3 separate regions of the Mus musculus genome follow, and regions 1 and 2 are each linked to region 3. The links are chromatin contacts, called in public Hi-C and promoter capture Hi-C maps. All regions are on one chromosome and are shown on one strand. Each heading gives the region's core, a stretch centred on a gene start, on an enhancer-like site or on the middle of the called end of the contact. The rest is flanking DNA. Distances are from core to core; before and after follow the strand shown.

Evidence for each region. Promoter capture Hi-C pulls out the DNA fragments that hold promoters and counts their contacts. Hi-C and Micro-C count contacts between places; a contact is called where the count stands out from the background.
Region 1: a contact with region 3 is called in a Hi-C map of the CH12 cell line, with 2.9 times the contacts expected there. The contact joins two enhancer-like sites. A contact is called at or near these places in 1 of 39 promoter capture datasets (embryonic stem cells), 7 of 15 datasets of contacts at CTCF or cohesin (CD8 T cells, embryonic stem cells, liver and 2 more), 195 of 484 Hi-C or Micro-C datasets (the 4T1 cell line, 8-cell embryo, the AML12 cell line and 97 more), 28 of 115 datasets of contacts at active chromatin or transcription factors (CD8 T cells, Th17 cells, acute myeloid leukemia and 11 more) and 3 of 9 other capture datasets (adipose tissue, embryonic stem cells and liver).
Region 2: a contact with region 3 is called in a promoter capture Hi-C map of trophoblast stem cells, with 3 times the contacts expected there. The contact joins the promoter of Hsd17b2 here to the enhancer-like site in region 3. A contact is called at or near these places in 1 of 39 promoter capture datasets (trophoblast stem cells), 6 of 484 Hi-C or Micro-C datasets (the Ba/F3 cell line, embryonic stem cells, nephron progenitors and 1 more), 3 of 115 datasets of contacts at active chromatin or transcription factors (embryonic stem cells, neural progenitor cells and trophoblast stem cells) and 1 of 9 other capture datasets (pancreatic islet).

What each region holds. Positions count from the first base shown.
Region 1 is chr8:117,852,343-117,855,042 of GRCm38.p6, forward strand. No RefSeq gene overlaps it. Among named protein-coding and RNA genes, the nearest start is that of Mphosph6, 52 kb to the left of the region's middle. Within about 2 kb of position 1,324, at least 12 of the 459 cell types and tissues checked have an H3K27ac peak or open chromatin away from gene starts, as enhancers often do. A contact at or near this core is called in the CH12 cell line, where this site is marked.
Region 2 is chr8:117,700,572-117,703,271 of GRCm38.p6, forward strand. It overlaps Hsd17b2 (hydroxysteroid (17-beta) dehydrogenase 2), which reads left to right and starts at 1,375. Exons shown (of 5, transcript NM_008290.2): 1 at 1,375-1,692. The coding sequence starts at 1,425.
Region 3 is chr8:117,777,816-117,780,515 of GRCm38.p6, forward strand. No RefSeq gene overlaps it. Among named protein-coding and RNA genes, the nearest start is that of Gm39261, 2.7 kb to the left of the region's middle. Within about 2 kb of position 1,391, at least 16 of the 459 cell types and tissues checked have an H3K27ac peak or open chromatin away from gene starts, as enhancers often do. A contact at or near this core is called in the CH12 cell line, neural progenitor cells and trophoblast stem cells, where this site is marked.

The DNA of each region.
Region 1 (2,700 bases), core at 74-2,573, 74 kb after region 3:
CACTGTGGCCATGAGAGCCTAGTAAACCATTGGCAGAAATACAGAGCTGCATTTTATAATGCTCAGCAGCGAAGCCCTGCCCAAGCTGTTAAAGGCAGGCACTTGTACTCAGTGCAGTGTTGTGGAATGACTTTAGACTTACATAAAAGTGGCAGAGACCTCCCGAGGTTAGCACTTGTTTAGCACCAAGGAATGGAAGTTTGACCACCCACAGTTAACACACACACACACACACACACACACACACACACACACACACACACCTCACCGAGTAAGCAAAAGACAAATTAGCAGAACTTATGTTGAGCTCAAGGGTTTTGCTCTGGACAGACTGTGATAAATATTTTCAACATACACGACAGGAAGCGCATTAATCATATCTAATAACGAGTGCCTATAAATCAGAAGTATAAATTGGCAAACAACAAAAGTACACAGGGAAGGAAAGGCTGGACGGCTTAGTAAGGGAGGAAAAATTAGGCTCAAAGCACTCGGGGAAATGAACTCAGGCAAGGTTGGAAAAAAATAAAAATGAAGATAAAGTAAAAGTATTCATCTATTATAGAGTAAAAAAAAAATCAATAAATTTGGGGCTATGGACATAGCTCAGTGGTAGGGCTCTTGCTCATATGCACAAGGCCTTGGGTTCAACCCTTAGCACTAAAGAGGGAAAAATTGGATAATATCCCTCACAAGGAAGGTGCATGGGTTTGCCTGTCTTGTTGCAGTGCGAGAGCTCAAGATGTGTGGCTGAAGAACGGAAGGGAAGCCACGGCCCAGAGAGAAGATGGCTGGTGGAATGGCACGCCTAGACTCACAGCACCTCAGAAGTGAAGAGCTCAAGCCCAGCCCCAGCTGATCGGATGAACTGGCCCTCTCTGCCTTTCAAAATTATATTTGTGAATGGAAGATATATAGGGTGCCCACCAAAGGACAGGGACAGGGATTTGTGTGTTTTAATTTTATTACAAGTCTCTAATTAACTCGAATTCCGGACGATGTATTTTGATCACATTTATCCCTGCCCTGCCCTCTTCCCCTGCCCCGCCCTTCTCTAGCCGCCACCCCCCCCCATCCTATTTGTTTACTTTACAATCTCTCCTCCTAAGAGCTATCATTTGGCCACATCTCCTCAGATGGGGGGCGGGGCTCTCTGCCTGCCTCCCCTCTCACGCTGGGCTTTGGTTAGGTTTGAGCTTTCACAGGACATGGTCAAGGTACAGAGAGTAGAAGATTGTGGAGGGCTCAGCCTTAAACCTGCATCATAGCAGCTCCTTCCAAGGCTCAGGGTCATTGCAGAAGAGGAAGTGGAAGCAGTGTAAGGGCTGGGCGGGGGAGGGGGGAGGGGAGAAGGGTGAGGAGAGGGATGACTAGAGGGAACAATGTTTTCTGGGCTCAGCGGGGGCCATTGCTCAAATGAACTCACCATGCTTTAAATAGTGTGTATGTTTGGATGTTTGAACCCTGTAGAATGTGACTATACCCATGCCCTATTTATGCAATACTCATCGAAATGAAAAACGGGACAACATTTTAAAAACTATTAAAAGGCTGGAGGGATGTCTCAGTGATTAAGAGCACAGGCTTCTCTTCCTGAGGTCCTGAGTTCAATTCCCAACAACCACCTGGTGGTTCGCAGCCTCCTGTAATGGGATCAGATGCCCATTTCTGGGGTGTCTGAAGACAGCACCAGTGTACTCACACACATGAAATAAATAAATCAATCTTTAAAAATACATTTAAAAAGTATTAAAAATAAAAGCAAGCCAGTCCCGAGGGTGACAGATTGTTATCCTAACACTCAGGAGGCTGAGGCAGGAGGATCACACGTTTGAAGTCAGTCTGGGTTGACATAGTGAGACCCTGGCTCAAAACAAATAAGATTAAAATAAACATGTTCTCTTACTGTGAAGTGCTTGCTCTATTTAAAAATGAAGATTTAGAAAGAAGAAGGTCTCTGAGTATGCCCCTATAGAAGGCACTGCTTAATCCTGACTCATTCTGCCATGTAGATTGGGCTGCCTTGAGCGAGCACAGCCCTCTGTAGTCATGTCTTCAGTCAGGCAACTTAGGCAAGCAGCTTCTCCCCAGAGCAGAGGGCCTCTGCCAGGGCGCTCTGGCCACTGGCAGTGCTTGCCCCAAGGCAGGTAGTGCGCTTGATAATCAGAGCGATTTCCTGTCGCAGCACCAGTGTTTCAGAAACACTACCGAGCGAGAAGGAAAGAGCAGATAAAGTAGCTATCACCAGTCAGAGCGGGCCTGGCCGTTTCTCTGATTAAATTAAAACGAATGCCCAACTGTGTGTTTTAAAGAGTGTTGTCAGGCTGTGTGACCGCTCACCTAGAAGCACAACATGGTTGCACCAGGGACATGGAAGCTATCTGCCAATCCTCCAAATTTTCCTCTGTGAACCAATGGCTGGGAGAGTGGGAGACACAACTTTGTTATTCTGGGACTGGGTCTGTGCACACACACTGATATGTGTACCCATATACACGGGTGTGAACCCCAGCTGAAAATAACTAGTGCTGTCTTCTTGGTGAACCATCAACTTATTCTTCAAAGATATAATTTTGGGATAATACGACACATCCCCAAGGGGCTGCGGTGGAGAACTAAGTTCTGGGAGGAGCCCTGTTGGTTACGGGGTTGGTTTCTTTTCTAACAGTGTGTCACCCACCTGTTCATCCATCTCCTTAA
Region 2 (2,700 bases), core at 125-2,624, 77 kb before region 3:
CGTGTGTGTGTGTGTGTGTGTGTGTTTGTGTGTACGTGTGCTCATGTGTAAGTGTGTGTTCGCGCTCATGGTATATAATACCCAGATACCTATATATAGAGACTGAACTATCTCTCCAGTTTTTACAGAAGGGCTCTTGAGCTGGTGAGTCACAGGTGTGTGGATTCAGATTCCTTGCTCTTGGATAAAGTACAGCCTCTCCCAGCCTGAATTTTCTAGTTTACAAGCTGACTCTAACAAAGGATTGTGTAAGATGCAAGCTGGGCAAAAGGAGGAACTAGCACAGGAGGGGTTGCTTTTCTGTGTTTGACCGAAAGCAGACAGTGGGTGGTTCAAAGGGCAATGCCGGGGATTGACACCCTGCTGCGTTCCGGCTCCTAATCTCTCTAGTCTCCTATTGATTGCCTCTCTCGTTATTGCCACACGAATAGAAATGTTGTAAGGACATCCTATTCGGAGACCGAGTCCTACTACCAAGAACAGAGCCTCCAACAGGGTAGACTGAGTCAGAATTGAGCAGAGCACTGGTTCTGACAGCTTCTCTCAGTCTGATTGTCATTGCTATGGTCTCTCTCTGGCACAACTGCCCTCTGGGAAGACACAGGCACCTTCCATCTGCCTCTAAGGTGAGCCTTTTTTTGGCTCATTGAGCCCTTAACCTGTCTCAGTTGGCAGTAGTCCTCCAGATACAGGCCAGATCGGGGATGCTCTCTTCTTAGAATCCACTTTCCAAGCTTCACTGATTACCTGGATAACACACACACACACACACACACACACACACACACACTCACAGCCACACATACAGATACACTCGGAGTTAGCAAAAGAACTCAACCAACACAGAGAGGGCACATCCAAAGGAGATTGTCTTCTTGTGATTCCAAGTCTGTCAATCATTATCTGAGTAAACATCTGTCAGGTGGGAGGGTGCGTGTGCGCGTGCGTGTATGTGTGTATGTGTAAGTGTGTGTATGTCTGTATGTGTGTGTATGTCCGTGTGTGTATTATGTCTGTGTGTTACGATGTGTGTGTGTCTATTTGTGTGTATGTGCCTATTTGTGTGTATGTGCATGTGTGTATGTCTATATGTCTGTGTAGGTGTGTGTATATTTGTGTGTGTGTGTATGTGTGTGTGTACGTGTGTGTGTGTGTGTGTGTGTTTGTGTGTGTACGTGTGCTCATGTGTAAGTGTTGAGTGCCTTAGGGGAATGAGCAGGTATTTATATCACAGTGCACAGTTTAAATTACATCCTGGGAGTAGTCTCCCCTATCACTACCTTTAACATGCTTGTTCAAAGGGTGCGGGGGCTGTCGTTCCCCCCTCCCGCTTGCCTCTCCCTTCATATAAGCCTGGGCTGCCTCCAGCCAGCTTCTGCACTCACAGTATTCACTGGCCCAGAGCAAGTGAAGGCCAGTGGAGAATGAGCCCGTTTGCCTCTGAGTCAGCATGGCTCTGCTTGGCTGCCGCTGCAGTGCTGGGGGGCACGCTTCTCTGCGGATGCCGGAGTGGCAGGCAGCTGCGGAGCCAGGCGGTGTGTCTCGCTGGCCTCTGGGGAGGTGCCTGCCTGCTCAGTCTGTCCCTCCTCTGCACCTTGTTCCTCTTATCCGTGGCCTGCTTCCTTCTTCTGTATATGAGTTCATCTGACCAAGACTTGTTACCTGTGGATCAAAAGGCCGTGCTGGTGACAGGTAAGTGGCCAGCATTCCTGTGATTGTCCTGCGGAGAAGAGTCTGATACTCTCTGTCCTCAGTGGGGGGACACTGTCAGTTTTGGCTTGAGTGGGAAGTGCTTAGAGTGAATGACAGGCAGCACATACCCGAGTGGTTCTCACTGCCTTTTTGCGTGTCCTTTGGTTTGGATGGGCTTTGGAAGGAGCCAGTGGTAAGACAAAACGTGACAATTGCTCAGGGCCACAGATCTATACAATGAGTGTGTTAATTTCCTAGGAATAAATATAAATAAGTAAAACAGCATCATTTCACGTGTGTTCTTGTACCAGGAAATACCTGACAGACTTCTTCAGGCTTGGTTGCTATTCTGTTCTGAGGTGACTATTTATCTAGGTCCTAGGCCTGGTCACCCCTCTATGTATGGAAGGAAGGTGGCCAGTCAGCTTTGGCACAATACTGTGTGTCTAGGGACGCCACTGTACTTTGAGCCTTTGCAATTTGCCAGGCTGCTGTCCCGAACCACGAACCACCCTGTTGTCCTGTTTGAACCTTTTCTCTATATGTCATTAGTGTATTAGTGCTTCTTAATTAGATCAAACTGGCAGTGCGTGCACACGGAGCTAGCTGCTCATTAGCTGAGCTGCCAGCCTCTCACTTCTTCTGCAGGCTCTTCTGCAGTAAGCGCGAGGCGGCCAAATTAGATTCCTTGGAGTTGTAAAACGGGTTTGTTTGGTGAAAGCTGCAACTAGAATTCCCTCAAGTGATCCTAACCCAGAAAGGCCTGGAAAGAAGAGGAAAGGCCATCGGCAGAGTCACCTTGTGAGGAGGGTGTCACCCCTGCATAAGGAAGTCATCACCTGTGGCTGGGGCCCCTGGCTGTGGTCAGCAGGGGACTCGTGGACTGATGAATCAATTTTTTTTTTTTTTTTTTTACTTTAAATCCAGTAACAAAGATTCTTCTTGTGAGCACGGTTTGGTTCTGGCTGGGGTGTGGAAGGGCAGGACATCAGCTTCTCTGAGTTTAAG
Region 3 (2,700 bases), core at 141-2,640:
AGTTTGAGGCTAGCCTCGGCTACTTGAGGCGGTGTCTCAAATGATAATGCCCACAAACAACCCAAGACAGCAAAATAAGAAAAAAAAATTAACTGCAGATTTCTCTGTAGCCAGGAATGGCGGTGCACATGTCTAATCTCTGCCTTTAAAGGCAGAAGCATGAAAAATACAAGTTTGAGACCAGCCTGGGCCACACAGAGGGATCTTGTCTCAAAAGAACAGTAGCTATAATAAAAGCTAGTCTCTGGAATAAGACAGATTCTTCAGAAATAATTCGCCTTCTCCACGATGCTCCCTTCCACGGTATTTTTCTTTTCCACTCAAATTAATTTTTAATTGTTTAAAGATTTGTTTAATGTGTATGAGTACACTGTAGCTGTCTTCAGACACACCAGAAAAGGGCATCAGATCACATTGTGGATGGCTGTGAGTTCTCAGCCACCATGTAGTTGCTGGGAATTGAACTCAGGACCTTTGGAAGAGCAGTCCGTGCTCTTAACTACTGAGCCATCTATCCAGCCCCTATTTTTTTTTTTAATTAAGATCATTACCCCATTTAACAAAAAATTAGATCATTATCCTGTTTATACTGAATGCATATTTAGACTTTTCCAGTTTTGTAATCAATGTGCATTTAGCTTTTCCAGTTAGTACTGGCTACTCACTGTTGTTTCCTGTGCTGCACAGCGCTGTCTTTGGTTTTTTTTTTGTTTTGTTTTGTTTTTTTTTTTGTTTTTTTTTTCTGATTCTGAGCTTCAGCGTTTCTCACAGAGAGGGCACACACAGTTCTCAGGCTCTGTGATTTGGAAAAACAAAGTTCACCCTAGAGTTCTACATCCAACTGACATGTCCTCACAAGTGACCCCACTTCTAAGATGGGCTTGCTGGCAAGTGCTTGTGCTCCCAGAAGGCTGGGGCAGGGGGAATCATGAGCTCAAGGCCAGGCTGATCTACATAGTGAGAATCTGTCTAAACACTACCACTAACTCCCTCCCCCCACCCAGAAACAAACGCAACAGCAAGAGACCAAGCAATCAACATAGCAACCGGCCAACAGAAACACCAACTTTATTTCTAAATTAGACTCCGAGGTCCCGTTGCTAAGGGACCTCTCTCTTCTGGGAGTCCTCAGAAGCATGTTTGATGTTTGCTCTCAACTCTAGCCAAGTCCTCCTGCTGGTCATCGGTACATTTTGTCTGCTGCTTTCAAATTGGCCCACATCTAACCTTGGGGATAACTATTCACAGGCTCAGTTCGCCACTTGTGAGCAGGCAAGGTCACACACACACACACACACACACACACACACACACACACACACTCAGAGAGAACACTCAGCAGGTGTGAGGCCTTAAGGGATGAGAGCTTTGGAGAGAAGCTCTCGGGACTGCAGTGTGTGGAGTGAAGGAGCTCCTGGATGTGGCTCCAAGGGCACGGCCAGACCATCTGGAGTCCACTGTCAACGTCACGGAAATCCAGAGAAACATTTTCAGGGAAGAAAGGGCACAGAGGATTTCCAGACTTATAAAGTGACTTGGTGTTTGCTGCTGGCTGTCCCATTCTCTTTACTTCTCCTGCATCTTTGAATTCCTAATCTTGCTTCATATGTATCCGCCTGTTTCCACGGCCTCCGGGCATTTACATTTGGAAGATGCTTCCCACAATACAAATCAAAGCTTCCATCGTTAGCCTGCAGACACTGAGAGAGCACACAGAGCACTGGTTTTCACCCTGAGTTATAAATTGTATGAGTCATACATAGCAAGCAAAGAATTTGCATTAGGTTTGCGCCAACTTCCGTTAAGTTAAAACACACCAACTAATTATTCAAGGAGTATACTTGCAAGGAACAGAGAAAAGAATAGAGACTCACAGTTGAGCAGAGCCTTAAGAGAGACAGATACCAGCCAGTCACAACAACAAGGAGCCCTGACCTTAAGGCCTTAAGTGTCCTTTAATCTGTGAAGTAATGGCATTTAGGAGATGATCCAACACTGCTTGGATATTGTAAGATTTAGGTATGGTTACTGTAAATAATATCTTAACAGCTCTCATCGGTTAGACACAGGCTTAAAATATATGTATGATGTAAGCTGTTGGATTACAAATGACACAAGTGGGTAGTGGGTAGGTGACTGAGGTAAAGAGATGGCTGTGAGTGGGTAAGTTCTGAACTAGAAAATTGGGTGTGTGAAAATTTATATTAGGGCATCTGTTCTTTATAGAGTTGAGACGAACCACCATAAAAAATATCCTTGGAAGAAATTTAAAGCACTTTTAAAAAGAGATATGAATTTAATCAATATGAATGCTCAGATGAAATATAAAGAATGTTGCTTCTTTCCAGTGAGTCTTTTTATCTGACTTTTAAAATTAATTTTTAACATTAGCATGCAAAGTACTGAGTTTTGTCTTGACATTTTCATATATATCATTACCAGTGACGCTTTTCTTGATTTCCTGTGTTCACTATCTACTGATACCCCCTTCATTCACCCAACCTTTCATCCAACTGGTCACCATCCATCTACCATTTGTCTGTTGACCCACTATCTGTCCACCAGCCCATCTGTCCACCATTCATGTGTTTGATGTCCATCTGTCCATCTGTCTGTCCATCTATCCATCCATCCATCTACCCATGTACTCAGCATATACTACCCATCTGTCTATATATCCATCACCAGCAACCCATCTGT